Regions from separate parts of the Sus scrofa genome. Here region 2 is linked to region 1. The links are chromatin contacts, called in public HiChIP or PLAC-seq maps. All regions are on one chromosome and are shown on one strand. The core of a region is the stretch at or near the end of the contact, and the rest is flanking DNA. Distances in the headings are between cores, read along the strand shown. Region 1 holds the start of SLC4A8 (electroneutral sodium bicarbonate exchanger 1). Region 2 holds the start of ANKRD33 (ankyrin repeat domain-containing protein 33).

The links. HiChIP or PLAC-seq counts read pairs in DNA pulled down with a chosen protein or histone mark.
Region 2: a contact with region 1 is called in an H3K27ac HiChIP or PLAC-seq map of alveolar macrophages. The contact joins the promoter of ANKRD33 here to the promoter of SLC4A8 in region 1. A contact is called at or near these places in 1 of 47 Hi-C or Micro-C datasets (embryonic fibroblasts) and 1 of 2 datasets of contacts at active chromatin or transcription factors (alveolar macrophages).

Annotation. Positions count from the first base shown.
Region 1 is chr5:16,841,160-16,844,806 of Sscrofa11.1, forward strand. SLC4A8 (electroneutral sodium bicarbonate exchanger 1) reads left to right here and starts at 1,508. Exons shown (of 25, transcript XM_013988274.2): 1 at 1,508-1,787. The coding sequence starts at 1,743.
Region 2 is chr5:17,245,982-17,249,609 of Sscrofa11.1, forward strand. ANKRD33 (ankyrin repeat domain-containing protein 33) reads left to right here and starts at 1,359. Exons shown (of 5, transcript XM_021091670.1): 1 at 1,359-1,928; 2 at 2,259-2,803; 3 at 2,977-3,117. The coding sequence starts at 2,305.

The sequences.
Region 1 (3,647 bases), core at 258-2,757:
CTGATTATAGACTCTAAGCCCTTTGGAGATGTGTATTTTATTGTAGATTTCCATGCATCTCAAGTGCCATTTGGGCTTGTGGTTAGTAAGTGTTCAATATGTTTTTGGTTAGACTGAATTAAGAGCACATATATTCACTTATGTGTTTATAAATTATGTATAAGTTTTTATATACTTATATAACTTACATATACTTATGTAAGATATATTTATGACTATGTTCTATGTGCCCAGCATTCTTTGAGGCTCTATGGAGTATATAGAAGGGCATAAGAAAAATAATTATTGCCTTCAAAAACTTACTATATTATAGTAAACTGAAGTCAACATATAATTAAAGCATGTAACCACAGCATGGTAACTGCTTTAAGAAAAGTACAAAGTGCTACGAGGATTCAGAGGAGGAAGTGATAACATCTCTTAGGGGTGTAGGGGAGAGTGGAGTAGAGAAAGGCTTCTTGGAAGAAGTAGCCTTTGAGACTGACTTCGAAGGATGATTAAGATTTTGATGGGCAAAAATGGGAGTGAATTCCAGACTCAAGACAGGATTAGTGAGGAGAGCAATAGAGGCTGTGGCAATGAACACTAAGACTCAGAAATGGGACCAAGGCCTTGAACCAGAGATCAGAAATATGGTTCTGCCTCAGGGACACTGAAGCACAACCTTGTTTCAAATTTCAGGGCCAATGCAAGGAGGGGTAGGCAGGTTTTGAAACTTTAACATGCACCAGATTACGTTCCCCAAGTGTAGGTTCTTTGGAGGTTGAGAATTATTTGCAATTGCTCTTTTTCTTTTAATAGTGTGGACTGGCTTATGGTCTGATGTGGTGGTGGACATAAAACAAAAGACCCTCTTCCTCCTTTTGGAGCCAGAGGTTTGGTTGGATTACAGCCAGCCTCTCTTTTTTTAAAAACCCAAATCAGATTGAATGTGTTACTCATGGTTTTCTAAAGTTGCCTTAGATCAGTAGGTCTTCTGTTAAATAATTTGCCCTAGATCATTTCTTGTAACAGTTGGAAACATTTTTGTGTAATTATTTCAACAGTCATCCTTAGCTCAACTCTCTGTTTTTCACTGCCAACCTGGAGCCCAGGGAGAAGATCTAAATCATAGTGAGTCCATGGAGGGGGTCTGATCACTTCCTGACTGCTTCCCTTTAATGTTCTTTAATCTGGCCACTAGCTCGAGGATTAACAAGTAATTTTAGAAGGCCCCTCCCCCTCATCCTCGGTTGCTTCCTTCTGCGACCCCAAGGGATGGTTCTCCAGAGTTTAAAAATCATAACCCGAGAAATAAAATCACAATAGACAAACCCGACACTTCCTCAGTTTTCAAGGGTCAGGTGCATCCGCAGATGGAAGCACGAGATTTTCGATTGGTAGCAAGCAGTTGGAGAGACCTTCAAGCCCAGAGGCCCCTGAAGGGAGGGAGAAGGTTTCCAAGGCAACCAGGCCCCGGAGCTGTCGGCTCCCCAGGCTCCCCCCTCCTCCTGGTAGCCCAGGGTACCGCCGGACAGCGTCCTCCTGTGCTCCGCGCCCTGATTGGCCGCACAGGCCGCGCGCTGATTGGCTGCGGCGAAGCCTCGCGGGCCGGTGGCTATGGAGGCGGCGGCGGTTGATGGTTGACCGTTGGCTCCAGGGTAGGGGTCGCCGCTTGGGCGATCCGCTCAAACCAGACCAGAGCGCGTGGGCTGCTAACGCTCGGCCTGGAGCCGGCGGGCGAGACCTAGTTGGGCTCCGCCATGCCGGCTGGGAGTAACGAGCCGGACGGCGTCCTCAGCTATCAGGTAGGGCCCCGCCTCCCGCCCCTCCCCGGGGCTCAGCCTCCTCATCCTCTGCCCACCCGCTTTCCTCTGCCCCCGAGCCGGGGCTCCGCAGGCCACTCCCTGAGGGCAAGGGGAGGCCAGCCCGAGACACCAGGGGGCGCTCGGGGCGATCGGGGATCGGGCCCGGGCTGCGAGAGGGTGACCTTGGGCCAAATCCGGGAGCCGGCGGATCGCTGTCGCATCCCTTACGCGGCCGACTGAGTAGCCCTGACGGCCCGCGGCCGGTGACCTCTGTTCCTCGGATCCTCGTTGCTGGGAAAGAGGCCTTGCAGTGTCCTGCTGAAACATGGGAGAGAGGGTAGCCAGGAACCTTGCTGTGGTGGGGCAGGTTCTTCTCTTTGTGTTTTTATTTCTGACGGTTTCTGCTTCCTCACGGGCTCAGAGAAAGAGCTGGAGAAACTGGAGTCTGGGACCAAACCCTGTTTGTGTGGCCAGCTTTGTGACTTCCTTCATCCCATTGCATAGATAGCTGACAAGTTCTAGGTGGGGAAGTAGAAAGGGGCCGGGGGAGGTGCTGAGGAGTCAGGAACAGGTGTTTATTTAGAGGAACGAGGAAACCAGGTTTCAGTAACTGATAACCCAACTGTAGGGGTGGCTCATGTAAGGTAAAACAGTGGACTAGGTGTCAGAGACTGTAGGTTCAAATCCTGCATCTATTTCACACAGGTTTTATGACCTGGAGTAAGTCACTTGCTTCTCTGAACCGCATTTTCCCCTTCAAGTAAAATGGGAATGATATTTACGTTGCTTACCTCACAGGGTGGTTTTGAGGTGCTGTTTGTGAAAGGGCTTTGCGAAATGATGATGTTTACTGTGTGGCAACCAGTATGTGAGTGGTAGCTCATTCAATCCTCACTCCCCCTTTCCCGTGCGGATCAGGTGATGATATAGTTACTGCTCTGGAAAGAGGTATTGAAGGGAGGTCAAATCCGAAGTGAAGGGCTGCCAAGGGAATGATGGACCTTCTCAGAAGGATGACAGGTCTTGAAACAAGTGCCATGTTGACGTCAGGATGCTTTCTGTGAAGAGGTAGAGAAAACTCTTGAGTTTGTAGCAAAATGGGTATCAGATACTGACTCACTTCTCTAATTTAGGGTAATAGTTTGCTACTGGAAGGTCCATCATTCCTTCTTTGCTTGCTCCATCAAAAGAGGAACCATATCTAAGACTTTGGAAAAATCTTTCCCTATCTAATCTTCCTAAGGTCTACTGAATTCAGTCTATGTTTGTGACACAGTGAGGAGCAAAAATAGGCAACGTTCTTGCCCCGTTGGAGTTTGCTATTTAGTGTGTGTGTGAATAACCATTTTTAATGAAACAATCACACAAATAAATGTATTATTATAAACTGTGATGCATGCCTAGAAAAAAAGATATGCAGAACTGTGTGTTATCGTTCCAGCTTTGGTCTCATATCAGAGAAGATTTTTGCTAAGGGAGGTAATTTGGGCAAAGAGCTCAAGAATAAGTGTCAGCTGAGGGAGGTGGGAGATCAAAAGGCCTTAGAGACAAAGAACAACAGAGGGGGCAGATCTGGTTTGAAGACCTGAACAAAGTCCAGTATGGCTGGAGCTACAGGAAGCAATGAGGGGAATGGTATGAGATGAACTTTGGGATCATAACCTATAGAGAGAGGGCGGGGGGAGAGAAGAAAGCCAGAGAGAGAATGAGAGCCAATGAGATCATGACCAGATTTTCCTCCTGAAAGATCTCTCTGGCTGCAGTGGGGAGAACAGGCTGGAACGAATATGAGGAGACAGTGTCCTTAACATGCAGAATGTGTTCCATTTGTATTGCCAAGATCACAATAACCCCCAGGCT
Region 2 (3,628 bases), core at 109-2,608, 400 kb after region 1:
GGTACAGCAGCTATATTGTGACCATGAGGAAAAGCCAAGAGACTCCCAGAGAAGGCCCTGACATCATCGAGTTACTCAGTCAACACCAACAGCTTCTTATCTTTGAACTTTTTATCTTGTATGAAGAATAAACCTCTACTTGTTTAAGCCACACATGTCAGTTAGGGTTTAATTACTGGTAACAGAAATAAATCTGGCTAGTTTAAATAAAGAAGCAGGCTCTAGGTCTGGGAACAACTCCCAGCTTTGAGAGGCACATGACCTCTGCCTGTGATCCAGAAAACAAGTCACTACTACAGGAAGCTGACGAATCAGGAAACTGCTCACTAGACCCCCCCAACCGTATCTGTCACAATTTGTGACAGCAAAACGGATGTCCCATGCTACTTAGCTCTATTCCAAATTTGTGTCTTACACAAAAGCAGAACTTAAATCACAGATTCCTAGCTCACAAGAATCTGGGAAGTGTCATTATACCTTTCCAGCTTTTACAGTTTTGGAAGCAGGTTGAGCAGCCAGCCTATGGCAGCAACCACACCCCTGAGGTCAGTTTTTGGTTACAACACCTGACTGATACACTGCATAAAAAGCAGCAAGGACCAACCCCCAAAACAGCACTGAGTGAAAAGAACGAACACAATAAGCTCTGTAGCACAATCTAAGGTGTGAGTTAAAATAAAACAAACCACCACTACTTTTTTCAATGAAATGTATGTTGTCACGAATATATGTGTCATCGAGTTCCCATTGTGGATCAGTGGAAATCATGACTAGGAACCATGAGGACGCATGTTCCATCCCTGGCCTCGCTCAGTGGGTTAAGGATCCGGTGTTGCCATGAGCTGTGGTGTAGGTTGCAGACGCAGCTCCGATCCCATGTTGCTGTGGCTCTGGTGTAGGCCGGCGGCTACAGCTCCGATTACACCCCTAGCCTGGGAACCTCCATATGCCACTGGAGCGGTCCTAGAAATGGCAAAAAGACAAAAAAAAAAAAAAAAAAAAAGGTAATTTAACTTAAAGAATAATTTAATAATAATTTTATTAATTTAATAAATAATGGGAGTTCCTGTCATGGCTCAGTGGTTAACTAATCCGACCAGGAACCATGAGGTTGCAGGTTTGATCCCTGGCCTTGCTCAGTGGGTTAACGATCTGGCGTTGCCGTGAGCTGTGGTGTGGGCCAGCAGCTACAGCTCTGATTAGACCCCTAGCCTGGGAACCTCCATATGCCGCAGGTGCGGCCCTAGAAAAGACAAAAAAATAAAATAAAACCTTCCATTAAAATAAATAAATAAATAAATAAATAATGAAAACCATAGTTTGATTTGAATAATCAAAATAATTCATTTACATGTGAATATAATTTAAATATTTTATATTTAATGTACCACATCAAACTAATCCATTAAACTGAATATATCATAATTTCTGTACCCTAATTAAGCAATTCTTTATGCTTTAATTTCCCCAGAATCTAAAAAAATAGATCCAGGTGACCCCTGGGGCCCCTATGCCCGTCCCAGTCACCCTCTTTAGAGAGGTGTGTGACTTACAGCCTCTCCCACCCCTACCCCCCCTGCCAAGCCCGGCTCCACTCTTCAAAGCGTGGGTTTGGAGCTGGTCTCCGAAGGGGGCCGAAGGTGTGAGTTTGCAGGAGAGGCGGATCTTACTCTCAGAGCCCCCTCCTCGGGGGAGGAGCCACTCGGACTCGGGCCCCGCCCACTCTAGGCAGGCTCGTGGGGCGGGGCTCTGTCGGCTTGGGGAGGGGAGAGCACCTGCCCCGCCCTGCACCTCATCCCTAACTAACCCGGCTTGATCCAGCTCAGCCCCGAGGTGTTTGAGGCAGCTCTTTCCGTTAAGTCGAGCCATCTGTTACCTGCGTTGCTTCCTGGGGGGGAGAGTCCACCTTGAGGCGCTCCAGAGACCCGGTGAGTGCTCTCAGGAGTCTGGGGCTTACTGTGAGTCCCAGCAATGGCTACCTCCTAGGGAGCCTCCAAACCCCAGGTAAGGTCCCCTGGGAAAAAGGGAACTGCCGCTCTCCCTGAATCTCACCAGGATCCTCACTTATAGTGACTTCTACCCTCTTAGGGCTCCTGCCACTCTGCTTCCCTGCCACCGGCATGTCCTTTCTCCAGGGTGAATGGGATGGGACACTCCAGTAGGAAAGGACTCTTCCTTGGGCCATTGGGGTGAGTCACAGATGCTGAGACATGTCCCAGGATTCAGAGGGACACCATTCCCCTCATTCTGTGTTATAGATGCCAGCTGCATTGAAGGGGGGAAACCCGCCTTCTTGCCCCCAGCATGGAAGAGGAGGAGCTGCCATTGCCGAGGGGAGGGCTGGACGTGTCTGATGCCTCTATCCCAGGCTGCACGCTGGGGGCCCTGTACTGGGCCTGTGTCCGAAATGACTCTGCCCAGCTCCAAGCCATCCTGGATGATGGGGTCTCCCCAGAGGAGGCCACCCAGGTGGACGGCAATGGGAGGGTGAGTCACCCCACTCGTCCTGGGAATTTCAGGATGGCATCCACTGCCTGGGTCCTCAGGAGGAAGGGAGAGAGTGGGTCTTCACAGGAACTGGGACATCCCTGGGTCAGATGTGGATTTAAAGGGCCCAGGGCCCCCAAGAAGCTCCAGGAGGGAAGCACGGGGGCTGAGCTGCCCCTCCCCCAGACAGGCCTCATGGTCGCATGCTACCATGGCTTCCGGAGTGTCGTGGCTCTGCTCAGCCGCTGTCCTTTCCTGGATGTGAACCAGCAGGACAAAGAGGGGGACACAGCCCTCATGCTGGCTGCCCAAGCAGGTAAGAGGCTGCTGACCCCACCCTCTACCCGCCAGACCAAGGCCACAGCCCACACTCTTTGCACCAATGTTCTCTCACTCTGACACTGCCACTGCCGTGTTGGGTGGAGAGTGGATCTGGGGCTTTGTCATTCCTTTCCTGGGTAGCCAAGCTCTGCCCTTGGTGCCCTGCAGGCCACGTGCCTCTGGTGAGTTTCCTGATCAACTACTACGCGGGCCTTGACCTGGAGCGCCGGGACCAGCGGGGGCTGACAGCGCTGATGAAGGCTGCCATGCGGGACCGTTCGGAATGCGTGGCTGCCCTCCTCATGGCAGGTGCATGGGGACCAGGATGTTGTGTGGCCTCCAGTTCCTCCCCCACACCTCCCCACCAGGCACTAAGTCAGCTGTCATAGTTGCAGAGAGGAGAGAGGTGGATGGAGGATCAATCTAGGCTGACTTCCTGGAGGAGGAGAGTGTGCTGGAGCTTCTCACCAGCAACAAAGTCCAGCTCCTGATAGCTCTGTTTAAGTGGTGAATGGCAGTCCCAGAAAAGAAAACTTGGGAGGATAACCTAGACTGGCTGGAGAACCTAATACAAAAAAAAAAAAAAAGATTGTTATCTGGAACCAGACTCTTTGGTGCCCATCCTGGCTCTGCTGCCCGCTGAGTGACCCTGGGCAGGTGGCTTTCCTCTCTGGGCCTCACCAGTGTAATGAGGTCAATGGCCTTCTCTGGGCTGATCTCCAGCTCTGACAAACCAGGGTTCCAGGAATGCAGGGATGTGTGATTGAGACATGTGACTGTGACAGCGTTGTTCTGGGGTGAAGTCCACACTGTGGAGTCT